Regions from separate parts of the Sus scrofa genome. Here all the other regions are linked to region 2. The links are chromatin contacts, called in public Hi-C maps. All regions are on one chromosome and are shown on one strand. Each heading gives the region's core, a stretch centred on a gene start, on an enhancer-like site or on the middle of the called end of the contact. The rest is flanking DNA. Distances are from core to core; before and after follow the strand shown. Region 1 holds the start of TOP2A (topoisomerase (DNA) II alpha). Region 2 holds the start of PSMD3 (26S proteasome non-ATPase regulatory subunit 3). Region 3 holds the start of PGAP3 (post-GPI attachment to proteins factor 3). Region 4 holds the start of STARD3 (StAR related lipid transfer domain containing 3).

What was found. Hi-C and Micro-C count contacts between places; a contact is called where the count stands out from the background.
Region 1: a Hi-C map of liver shows a contact between it and region 2, with 4 times the contacts expected there. The contact joins the promoter of TOP2A here to the promoter of PSMD3 in region 2. A contact is called at or near these places in 2 of 47 Hi-C or Micro-C datasets (heart right ventricle and liver) and 1 of 2 datasets of contacts at active chromatin or transcription factors (skeletal muscle).
Region 3: a Hi-C map of embryonic fibroblasts shows a contact between it and region 2, with 1.8 times the contacts expected there. The contact joins the promoter of PGAP3 here to the promoter of PSMD3 in region 2. A contact is called at or near these places in 1 of 47 Hi-C or Micro-C datasets (embryonic fibroblasts) and 1 of 2 datasets of contacts at active chromatin or transcription factors (skeletal muscle).
Region 4: a contact with region 2 is called in a Hi-C map of liver, with 3 times the contacts expected there. The contact joins the promoter of STARD3 here to the promoter of PSMD3 in region 2. A contact is called at or near these places in 1 of 5 promoter capture datasets (liver), 2 of 47 Hi-C or Micro-C datasets (embryonic fibroblasts and liver) and 1 of 2 datasets of contacts at active chromatin or transcription factors (alveolar macrophages).

What each region holds. Positions count from the first base shown.
Region 1 is chr12:22,000,037-22,002,872 of Sscrofa11.1, forward strand. TOP2A (topoisomerase (DNA) II alpha) reads left to right here and starts at 1,264. Exons shown (of 35, transcript NM_213884.1): 1 at 1,264-1,420; 2 at 2,338-2,493; 3 at 2,702-2,792. The coding sequence starts at 1,400.
Region 2 is chr12:22,359,202-22,361,989 of Sscrofa11.1, forward strand. It overlaps PSMD3 (26S proteasome non-ATPase regulatory subunit 3), which reads right to left and starts at 1,349. Exons shown (of 12, transcript XM_003131496.5): 1 at 950-1,349. The coding sequence starts at 1,169.
Region 3 is chr12:22,629,141-22,631,840 of Sscrofa11.1, forward strand. It overlaps PGAP3 (post-GPI attachment to proteins factor 3), which reads left to right and starts at 1,279. Exons shown (of 7, transcript XM_013979725.2): 1 at 1,279-1,611. The coding sequence starts at 1,431.
Region 4 is chr12:22,679,427-22,682,178 of Sscrofa11.1, forward strand. It overlaps STARD3 (StAR related lipid transfer domain containing 3), which reads right to left and starts at 1,259. Exons shown (of 15, transcript NM_001143725.1): 1 at 1,210-1,259. It overlaps PPP1R1B (protein phosphatase 1 regulatory subunit 1B), which reads right to left. Exons shown (of 6, transcript XM_021067047.1): 6 at 1,818-2,604. The coding sequence ends at 2,555.

The sequences.
Region 1 (2,836 bases), core at 14-2,513, 360 kb before region 2:
CTTGAAACTCAGGGAATATTGATTGGAAGGAGGTGGTTCAGATGGAATTTATAGTCATTCAAATTGCACAGTTTTTTTTCTAGCATCTGATAAGGGCAACGACTTTTTTTTTTCTGTCATTTTAACATTGTGGATTGAGGAGTCCAGAAGAAACACACTCAGGAGTTCCCTTTGTGGCTCAGCAGTTAACAAACCCAACTAGGATCCATGAGGACGAGGGTTCAATCCCTAGCCTGGCTCAGTGGGTTAAGGATCCAGCATTGCCCTGAGCTGTGGTGTAGGTCGCAGATATGGCTTGGATCCTGCGTTGCTGTGGCTATGGTGTAGGCCAGTGGCTACAACTCCGATTCGCCCCCTAGCCTGGAAAGCTCCATATGCTGCGGGTGCGGCACTAAAAAGCAAAAAAAGAAAAGAAACACACTCAAACATTTAGACGTCAGAGTAATAAACGCTTTGGTCTTTGGCATTTCGTCAAATCTGGACTGCAGGGCTCAGGGGAACACGGAGGAAAGCAAATTAACAAGTAGGAGTGCATCCTGGCGGCCACCTGAGGAAACAGCTGCAGTTCTAGAAAGGCCCCTAAACCATCCTCAGCCCCTGAGCTCTGACTATGCTATTCTCTTCGACCAGTCACAGCCCCACGCCGATCTCAAGGGGCCTTGAACGCTGCTCTCTTTTGTGTGGTCTCTCTTATGCCCTTCGATTATACGAAAACCCAAACCACAACTGTACCACATTTGTTTCCGCAAAAATAAATGGGGCGGGTGTGGGGTGGGGGAGACGGTTTGAGGCAGATGCCAGAGACGACTTGCTAAACTGAACCAAATCGCCAGGCTCAGTTTCCTCAAGAAACAGAGCTGGGACTCCCGTTTCTCTCGTTTAAAAAAAGGAAAAAGAAAAACGCCTCAGGATAGAGGGCGGTCTTTAGATTCCAGGGATCTCAAAGAAGTATAAATATCCCCTCTTTCCTCCCACCCTGGAACTCAGAAAACCCCTTTCCCCTCAAGAGCTACACACCGAGAACAAACCAGCCCTACTTATTGGCCAAATTCCCTGTCTGTCTCTCCGCTTTGACTCCAAGTGGTGCCTTTTGAAAAAGATCTTCTAGTTCCGCCTCCCTTGCCTAATTGGTTCATTCGAACCGGCCCCCGGCCATCTCAGCCGTTCATTGGTAAATATAAAAGACTAGCTCTGATTGGTTTATCGGGAAGGAAGCCGTCAGAGAGCGTCAGGGATTGGCTCTTCTGGTTTGGGCGGGCTGGCTGAAGGTTCAAACGGAGGGGCAGCTCTCTCCTAACCGACGATCGTCTGTGGAGAAGCGGCTAGCTTCCCGACCATCTCGAGGGTCCTGCCGGTTTAGTCGCTCGCAGAGTTGTCGAGCCCCTTCACGACCGTCACCATGGAGGTGTCGCCACTTCAGGTACAGCTCGTGGAAGGGGGCGCGTCGCGGATCCTCAGCGCGGCCTGGCATCAATCCTGCTGCCTGTGAGAGGGGGAGGTGCCTCGGCTGCGGTCCCGACGCCGCGGGCTCGGCGCCGGCGTTCCGCATGGGCCCGGGTCCCCTGGGCTCGGCGCGATCGCGAAGAGGCTGAGACCCCTTTGTGGTGCTAATAGTGAAGTAACATCAGCTAAACGGGTGTGGCGTTGTGTTTTCACTGTTTCTAGAGAACGCGAGTCAATTGGTCCTGGAGTCGGTGGTGGGATAATGGGCCGCGTGGGGCTTTATGCAGCGCGGACAGATGCTTTCCTCATCTACCCTCGGGCTGAAAATGGGATTGGACCTCCCTGACCTGGGGAGGCGCTGGACAAGGCACGGGGTTCCCACTCCGGAGCCCGAGTGCTCAAAATATGCCCCTCCTGTGTTCAAGACGTTAATGTGCCTAAAGGGTGGACTCCATGGTTCGGTCCCGGGTTTCGGCACCAAAAAAAAAAAAAAAAAAAAAGGTGGACTCCATAGCGTCCCAAACTGCTGCTGAAGGAGAATCTCTTACGTGCCTGGGACCCAGTAGACCCTCAGTCAATAGGTGCAGAGTAGATGAAAGAAGGGGGTGTGTTCTATGGATGGCATCTAAGATGTGAACGCATTTCCGTGTCAGATAGTTACGCTGGGCTAGAGAACATGCCCATTTAAGCTGACACCCAGGAACCTGGCTGCAGATAACTTAAACCACCACGTTTGTACACAAACGATGTCAACACCACCCACACCTCCTCAAAACGTGTGATTTGTCATGGTGTGTGTAAGCAGATCATTGTGGTAGGTGTTTTGTGAACAGTTTCTGATAAACCTGTGATTCAAAATCGCTTTTCTTCAATCTTTTTTTTTTTAATTGCCAGCCTGTAAATGAAAATATGCAAGTCAACAAAACAAAGAAAAATGAAGAGGCTAAGAAAAGATTGTCTATAGAAAGAATCTATCAAAAGAAAACACAGTTGGAACACATTTTGCTCCGCCCAGACACCTACATTGGCTCTGTGGAATCAGTGACCCAGGTAAAACCAAGCGAATTAGATGTAGTTACTAAGTAGTTGAGATATGTCCTTGTCCAGATTAACTGCCTATACTTCATATACTTTGTTACTGGAACTGTCCTAAGAGATCATACGTATTGTAGTACATAGTCCAGAAGGCTTTACAGTAATCAGGATGATAGAATAAATATATGGTAAAGATAACCATATTTCTTTGCCTTATTTTTAGCAAATGTGGGTTTATGATGAAGACATTGGCATTAACTATAGGGAAGTCACTTTTGTTCCTGGTTTGTACAAAATCTTCGATGAGATTCTAGGTGAGTAAATTCCTTCATATAAATATTTACTGGTCAGATCTTTC
Region 2 (2,788 bases), core at 99-2,598:
CACGGCAACACTGGATCCTTAACCCACTGAGTGAGGCCAGGGGTCGAACCCGCAACCTCATGGTTCCTAGTCCGATTTGTTTCCTCTGAGCCACAACGGGAACTCCTACTTCAATGTTTTTGAGCGAGGTTCTTATGCAGTTAAGTACAGAGAAAATCAATAAATAGTCTGGTCCTATTTGATCCAGAACAGAAAAACAACATCAAGATCACAATGAGAAGCTCTCACTCTACCCACTCCGAATGTGGACAGGGAGCTCTGAGTAAGAAAAGCGAAATATGAACTTGGAGGAACGAGAGAATGATAGGAAACTGGCAACAGGTGCCGAGGAGAAAAGAAATGGGCTGGGGGTTGTTTAGGTGGAAGGCAAGTACGAGGAACTCAAACAAGGTGTGTAATATATTTAAACTTTAGAAACAGTAGGAGTTTGGGCTTAGAGGAGGAGAAACAGGGCAAAGGGGATCGCGCGGGCATCTCAATTACAGCAACTAGGAAGCAAGATGCTATGTAAAAAGAGCTCTTTTAGGGCAGTTTGCTAAAGGTAGTTAAGACAACAAACCATTCTTAAAACTCGGGGCCAGTATTCTGCGTCATCCTGACCTCCTTCGCACATGACTACACTGGTTTTTAGAGAGGTCAATCATACACTGGGGACGCCAGAATCAGTGTAAAAGGAGTAATAACGTCAGAGGAGAGAATTCAGAAAAGGGAGTCTACGGGCCCAATGACATCTAGTTCTGGACGCAACCCCAGGTTGCGGAGAGGTGTGTGCGAAGGGCCTGAGCCCGGAGAGAAGGCTCGGCTAGTGAGGCTGGGGTCGGAGTGTGAGGGAAGTAGGGGCGGGCACCTGGGGGTGATCTCAACGAACTAGGGGTGGTAGAGGCTGCGCTGGATCACCGCGGCGCTGTCACCCGTGGTCATGGCATGCCCACGGCCCGCGCTCTCGTACCCTCCAAGGTGACGGTGTCCAGCTCTCGCTGGGAGTGCTCAGCCGCCGCCGCTGCCGCCTTGCCATCGGTCTCCCCGGTTGATGCGCCACCGGCCGCTGCCTCTTCTTTCATCTCCACATCTTGAGGGGCTGGGGGCGGCGGTGGTTCCTGCTCCGCTCCGCCGGGCGGTGGCTTTGCCTTGTCCGTGCCACGGCGCCGCGCCGAGCCCTCCTGCTTCATGGCGCCCGGGGTCGCGGCCTAGTCCGGGGACCGAGGCCGGGGCCTCGGGTGAATCCTCGCACCGGAGACCAGGAACCGAGCCGGGCCTGCACACGAGCGCGGGCTCGCGTCGGGCCGCACGATGACGGAGCAGCTGCAAACCCCTTCCCGGCGCTGGGCCTTGTGGGAAATGCCAGGCCGAGTGGGCCAATTGCCGAGTCCACAAAGGGGAGAAAAATCAACAGCCGATGTGCGGATGGAGGCGGATCTTCGAGGAGGAGCGGGGAGGAGCCTGTAGGGGTTTGTCCGGCTTGTTTTGAACTGTTTCTGTGTGTTTTTTTCCTTTGTGTTCCTTTCCGGTGTATTTCTATGTATGTCCGCATGAGGTCCCCTCAGGCCCCCACTGGGTCACTGCGGACTCTAAGCACCCAACTTCGATGAAATGGGTAGGGTCTATCCAAGCGCAGAGCGTGATGACGCCACGAGTTGCCAGGCGAGTTTCATGCCTAAACTCGCTCAATTTGCAGTTCTCAACCGCCGCTTGATGCAACTGGCGCGAGAGAAGAAAAGAAGCTGCGAAGGGATGTTGAGCTAGGCTGTTGGGCTGAAAACTACACCGAATTGGAGACGAGGAAGAACCCCATGGGATTCAGACTTTCTTGTCCGATTTTAGCTAGTGCTGAAAATAAGGCATAAAATCTCTGCAGCCTGGGAGTGCGGATGCGGGGAGAGTGCATTTGCGTATAATCACTTATAATTTAGTAAAATTTAGGGGTCCACTCTATGTGAGGCTCAGGGCTAGCACATTTCAGGGGGCAGGGTGGTGGAAAAAACAAACAAACAAACAAACAAAAAAAAAACAGCTCCAGAAGTTCTCTTTGTGGCTCAGCAGTAACAAACCCGACTAATATACATGAAGATGCAGGTTCAATCCCTGGCCTCGCTCAGCGGCTTAGGAATCTGGCGTTGCCATAAACTGCGGTGTAGGTCGCAGACGTAGCTCGGGTCTGGCATGTTGCTGTGGCTGTGGTGTAGGCTGGCTGCTGCAGCTCGAATTCCAACCCTAGCCTGGGAACTTCCATATGCTGCAGGTGCAGCCCTAAAAAGCAAACAAAAACAAAAAACAAAAAAAAACCCCGCAAACCAACACTCCCCACCCCCCCGCGCGCCAGAAAAAAAACAACCCAGAAAAACAGCTCCAGAGCGTGGTCTGCTGGAAGCTCTGCTCTGGGCTGCCATGTATTGTGATGCTGGACACAAGAGGGTGGAAGATGATGATGGAGACTCTTCACTGTAGTGAAATGGGGAACAGAATAATAGTCTACCTAAGGTGGGCTTAAGAATCCCCCAGGGGAGGAGTTCTCGTCGTGGCGCAGTGGTTAACGAATCCGACTAGGAACCATGAGGTTGCGGGTTCCGTCCTTGCCCTTGCTCAGTGGGTTAACGATCCAGCATTGCCGTGAGCTGTGGTGTAGGTCGCAGACGCGGCTCGGATCCCGCGTTGCTGTGGCTCTGGCGTAGGCTAATGGCTACGGCTCCGATTCGACCCCTAGCCTGGGAACCTCCATATGCCGCGGGAGCGGCCCAAGAAATAGCAAAAAGACAAAAAAAAAAAAAAAAAAAAAAATATATATATATAT
Region 3 (2,700 bases), core at 29-2,528, 270 kb after region 2:
GCATCTAGCTATAAGGCGTCGGTGCTTCAATCAGACGGGTTGTGTGCTTGTGCTGGGGATAGAGTGGGGAGGAGGGGTGATACTAAAGCAAACGTCCTCCTATTCCCAAAGATCCTCCTCTTAATATTCCTTGAAATACTACACCTCCCTCTCCTACCTCAACGTCATCTGAATCACTCTGGTGATTTGACAGCCTTGGTTTGGCACACAAATTCTTACGCCGAATTACGTTATTCATTCACTTAAAAACAAACAAAAAAACCGCGTTCTTAGCGAGCGCCTACCCTGAGCCAAATTCTCTACTAGTACTGGTAGTAGAGTAGTAAAACAAGACAGCAGAGGTCCTCACTCTGCCAGGGAAAACAGACCACTGTATATCACCTTCCAGGTGTTATCACCCTCAGAAGTAGTCTTTATTTTGAGACTAGAAAAATCAGCAGGAGTGGGATTAAGAGTGATACAGACGGGGTAAAGCTAGGGAGCTTGAGAGACATGGCCCCTTGAAGTGGGTCAGAGGCAGAGTAGTGAGGGAGACCAGTAGGCAGGAGCCAGATCCTGCAGGGCTTGTGGAGTTACGATTTTATCCTGAGGTAAGTGAGAGCCTGGAAAGAATTTTAAGAAGGAAAAAGTGAAATGATCAAAATTGAATTTTTGAAATTGGAGCATGGGCTGGAGGGGGTTTAAGTAGAGGCAGGGAGATGTGTTAAAAAGCTACTACAGCTGCCTCGGTGACAGATGCTGATGACTTTATTTTTTTATTTTTATTTATTTTTTTATTTTTGTCTTTTTGCTATTTCTTGGGCCGCTCCCGCGGCATATGGAGGTTCCCAGGCTAGGGGTCGAATCGGAGCCGTAGCCACCGGCCTATGCTAGAGCCACAGCAACGCGGGATCCGAGCCGCGTCTGCAACCTACACCACAGCTCACGGGAACACCGGATCGTTAACCCACTGAGCAAGGGCAGGGATCGAACCCGCAACCTCATGGTTCCTAGTCGGATTCATTAACCACTGCGCCACGATGGGAACTCCCTGATGACTTTAAACAGGGTGGTGGTGACAGTGGAGAAGGAGAAAAGTGGACAGTTTCAGGTACATTAGGAAGTGGAAATCCGATAAGGCTGGGAACCGAAAAACAGCCCCAGTTCAAATTAAGAGACCCCGGAGAAAAAAGAACACGGATGTTGATAAAATACAACTTTATTTTGCTTCTTAACTCACCTGGCGTCTCCCTTCCCTAACCCTTTCGCACGTTTTATGCAGATAAGAATAAGACAGGAGGCGGGGCAGGCGCCCAGAAAAATCCGGGAACTTTTATTTAAACTAGGGTGGACGTCAGCGGAGAGTTTGCGAAAGAACACAAGGCACTTCCGGCTATCCCGGAAGTGAGAGAACTTAAGTTCCTCCGCCGGCGGAGGGCCAGGGTGAAGGGATGGCCTGGCGGACGGCGCGGCTGCTGCTGCTAGCCGGAGCAGCCGCACTAGCAAGCGGTTCACAGGGCGACCGAGAGCCGGTGTACCGTGACTGCTTGCTCCAGTGCGAGGAGCGGAACTGCTCCGGGGGCGCACTGAAGCACTTCCGCTCCCACCAGCCAATCTACATGAGTCTAGCAGGTAAGCCCCACCCCGCGGTAGACCCCGCCCATTTATCTTGGCCCCGCCCCTTCGCCCCCAGTTGCTACCCCTGCAGTGTGTGTTTTCGTTCCTCCCCTGAATCCATTATGAACATAAGATGAGTGGAAGCTCTGGTGATCCTCATCAGCCAGGAGCTTCATTTACTTTTTCTTACTTAGTCAAATGGGCATTTACCACCTCCTGGGTACAAATCCCTGGAATGACACTGAAATCAGACCAGGGTCCAGCCCTTAGGGACTTTGAGTCCCTACCTGGGACTTCAGCCTTCTCAAATACAAGGAAGAGGACAATTTATTTTTATTTATTTATTTATTTATTTATTTTTAGGGACGCACTTGCAGCATTTGGAAATTACCAGGCTAGGGTTGACTTGGAGCTGCAGCTGCCGGCCTATACCACAGCCACGGCAATGCCGGATCTGAACAGTGTTTGCAGTCTACATCACAGCTCATCACAGCAGGATTCTTAACACACTGAGCGAGGCAGGGATCTAACCCACGTCCTCATGGATACTAGTCTGGATGAGTAGTGAGCCAGGATGGTAATTCCTGCAGAGGACGATTTGAGCCCTAAGCGATTAAGCAGTAGGAGCATGTAGGGGAGGGAGGAATCATTTCTGGCTTTGAAAATGTGGGGGCAGTGATTGTTTTGGAACATTCTGTAAAGGAAGGGCTTCCAGATGGATACATTAAATTTAGATCTGTGGCCATAGTGGGCACTTATTCAGTTAATTTTCACAACAAACCTTTGAGGTCGATTCTCTTAACCTGATTTTTATAGATGGGAGACTCAGAGAGGTTTAGTGCCCCGCCCAAAGTCACACAGCTAGTAAGTGGTAAAGCAGAGTTTTCTGTTCTGGCTTGTTTGACTACAAGTGTGTTCTCTTTACTATCCGCTTTGCATGCCAGACAGAGGAAACAGAGAGTGGAGGCCCTGGGCAGATATGGGCACATCCAGCAGCTTGGTTTACTCAGGGAGCAAGGTGCATGAAAAGGAGCAGTGGGAAATAAAGTTAGAAAGGCAACATGGGGCTTCAAAAGTCAGACTGAAGAATTTGGGCTTTATTTC
Region 4 (2,752 bases), core at 9-2,508, 320 kb after region 2:
GCTCTGTAAATTGTGCTAAAGATGCAGCCTTTCCCATAGGCAATGGGAAAGCATCCAAGGGTTTTCGACAAGGAAGTGATACTATGAATTGTGTTTTTCAAGGATGAGAAGAATTGCAGTTTGGAGACTGAGCTGCAGGCAGCCATGACTGGAAGTTGCTGGAAAGCCACTGTGGTCATCCTGGTGAGAAACACATCAACGAGAGTGGTCACAGAAGAGAGGGAGGCACAGGACTAGATGTGAAGCATGTTCAGGAAGTCAGCTGGACTAAGTCACCTCTTAGATATGGGAGTTGAGGGAGAAATATATGATAATTATTAGGTTTCTGGCTGAGATGGGGTGGCAGAGAAAGAAGGAATCTGCAGGGGAAAAGAGCAGTTCAAGTTTAGACAGAGTGAATTCCAGCTGAAGTGGAGCTGTCCAACTAGTAGCCTAAGGCCAACTGAGGCTCCAGGGAGAGGCTTCGGTGAAAAGGTAGATCTGGACACGACTGGGGTATGTAGGTGGTGTAAAGCTGAAACCATGAGAGTGGATGAGACCATCCAGATCCAGAGTTAAGAGGCTGGCTGAGCAAGAGAGATGAATGTGAAACCGTGCTTCTACAGTCAGAAGAGCAGGAGGAAAATAAGGGGATGCCGACGCGGTGGAAGCCAAAAAAGAGGGTGATGGGTACGTGTTCACTACTGCAATTGAGAATTTATGTCACTGGTGTTATGCTCCTCTAAGAACTCAAGAAAGATACGTTAAAGGGCCCTTATAATGTCAACTGGGAAGTCATTCACTGTCGTTTCCAAAGGAAGTTGAGGGAGACCGGATGACGGTGAGACATTGACCTCCAGGAACTTGGAAATATTTTCCTCCTCATTCTCAGATCCTGACCCCTCCCCAGATCCTGACCTTTAATACCCTGATACCTTCCCCTTGCTTCTTCCCTCACAGCAACGTGAGAGGCTTTGGAGGGCGATCCGGGACGCCTTTCCAAGGCTCTCTCGAGTAGGCGGGGCCGTAGAGGGTCAACGCAGACGACCCTCCAACCCCGCGCTGAGTGGAGCGAGGCCGAGCATAGGAAGGGGGCGGAACCTGGAGCGCGGAGGGTGTGGGAAGGGTCGGACCGAACCACGAACGGACACCGGCTAGGGAGCCAGGATCCATCGGCGAGACGTAGCCCTCGTACCACCACCCGGTCCCAGTGACCTCTCGCGGACCCACCTGCACCATGTCAGCCACGGCTCCGGCTCTTCCCAGCCCCAGCCGCAATCTGGCTCCGAAGCTTCGGCGGCGCCTCCGAGCGGAAGGGGATCTCCTCTCGGCGCCACTTCCGCCACTGAGTCCGCCCCCGGGAGCGAACCGGGAGGTACTAGGCCCGAGGCACCGCCCCCTCTCCCAACCCCGCCCCCAAGCCCTCAGGCCCCGCCCACAAGGGCGGGAAATGGGGGCTGCTGCTAAAGTTAGGCTTGAAAAGAGGAATTAGAAGCCCAGGGGTTTCGTGCTTATTGGGCCACAGAGGCCTAGCACTCTGGAGAAAAAAGGGGAGCTTCCTGAGGGGAGGCCTGCGGGCCTGGAGGACGAGGAATCCAGTTACTCTTGAAGCACCCCTCTTCTCTCCACCCCGCCCCCGCCCCCGCCCCACCTCTTTCCACCTCCCTAGCAGGATCTAGAATGTCTGTGGTCCTTCCTAAGAGGGCTTGGAACTTGGCTGCAGTCAAGGCTGCAAACTAGAGGACTGGACATTACGGTCAAGGACCTGACCCTTGGATGACTACCACATAGTGAACCTCCTCCTCCCTCTCCTTTTCCCTGAAAGAGAAGTCTCAGCACAGGTATTTACAAAGATTTATTACAGCAGGGGAGCGGTTCAGGCCTGGAGTCAGGGAAGAAGGGAAGAGGACAGAGCAGCTGGAGGACAAGGAGAGCCTAGATCCCCCACTGTTTGCCCCTCCTCCCAAGGACTTACACTAGGCGGCATTCCTGGCATCAAAGCACAAACAAAAGGCAACAAAGCAGCCTCTGCCAGTCCATCTTCCAGGCACCCAGGCTGGGGAGCAGGTGATAAGGGGAAGATTTCCAAAATGTGGAGGCTGTGGAAAGGATGCCTGAATCCTGGGCCCTGGTAGACGCCAGTGAGAAGGAATTCCCAGGGGATGGAGAAGGATCTGTGGGCACTTACAAGTTCTCAGTACCCTCTTTCCCCAGATCTTAGGGTCCTGCCCTGTGGGTTTCCTATGCCCAGGGGAGAGGGTCTGGGGAGTAGAATTGTGAAGGATGAACCTTTGTCCCCCATTTACTGAGTTTTCCAATGCAGACTCTCACACCCCAGCTCCCACCCAGTGAATGGGGGAATGACTGGCAGGGGTAGGCATCAGGCAGCAAGTGCCCAGGGACTCTGAGCATCAGCCAAAGGTGGGCAGATAAGCAAACACAGACCAGCCTTAGTCTTCTAGAAGCCGCAGCCCTAGCAATTGAGAAAGGTACAAAATAGGGTAGGGATGGGGTGGGTTTCTGAGGAACAGCAATGCCCTCTCCACTTCCATCTGGGAGATGCAGGGCTTGGTACCTATGTGCCAGGCTCAGGGTGGGCAGGGCGCTGTGGCTCTTCCCCTGGCTCTGCAAGGCAAGCAAAGGAACTTAGGGCTTGGCCACGCCTACCAAGATCACAACACCAACCCTCCCCAAGCCTCACCACTTAATGCGGGGTCTTCCACTTGGTTCTCAGAGCTTCCAACTCTCTGGGGCTCATCCAGAGGGGGTGGGC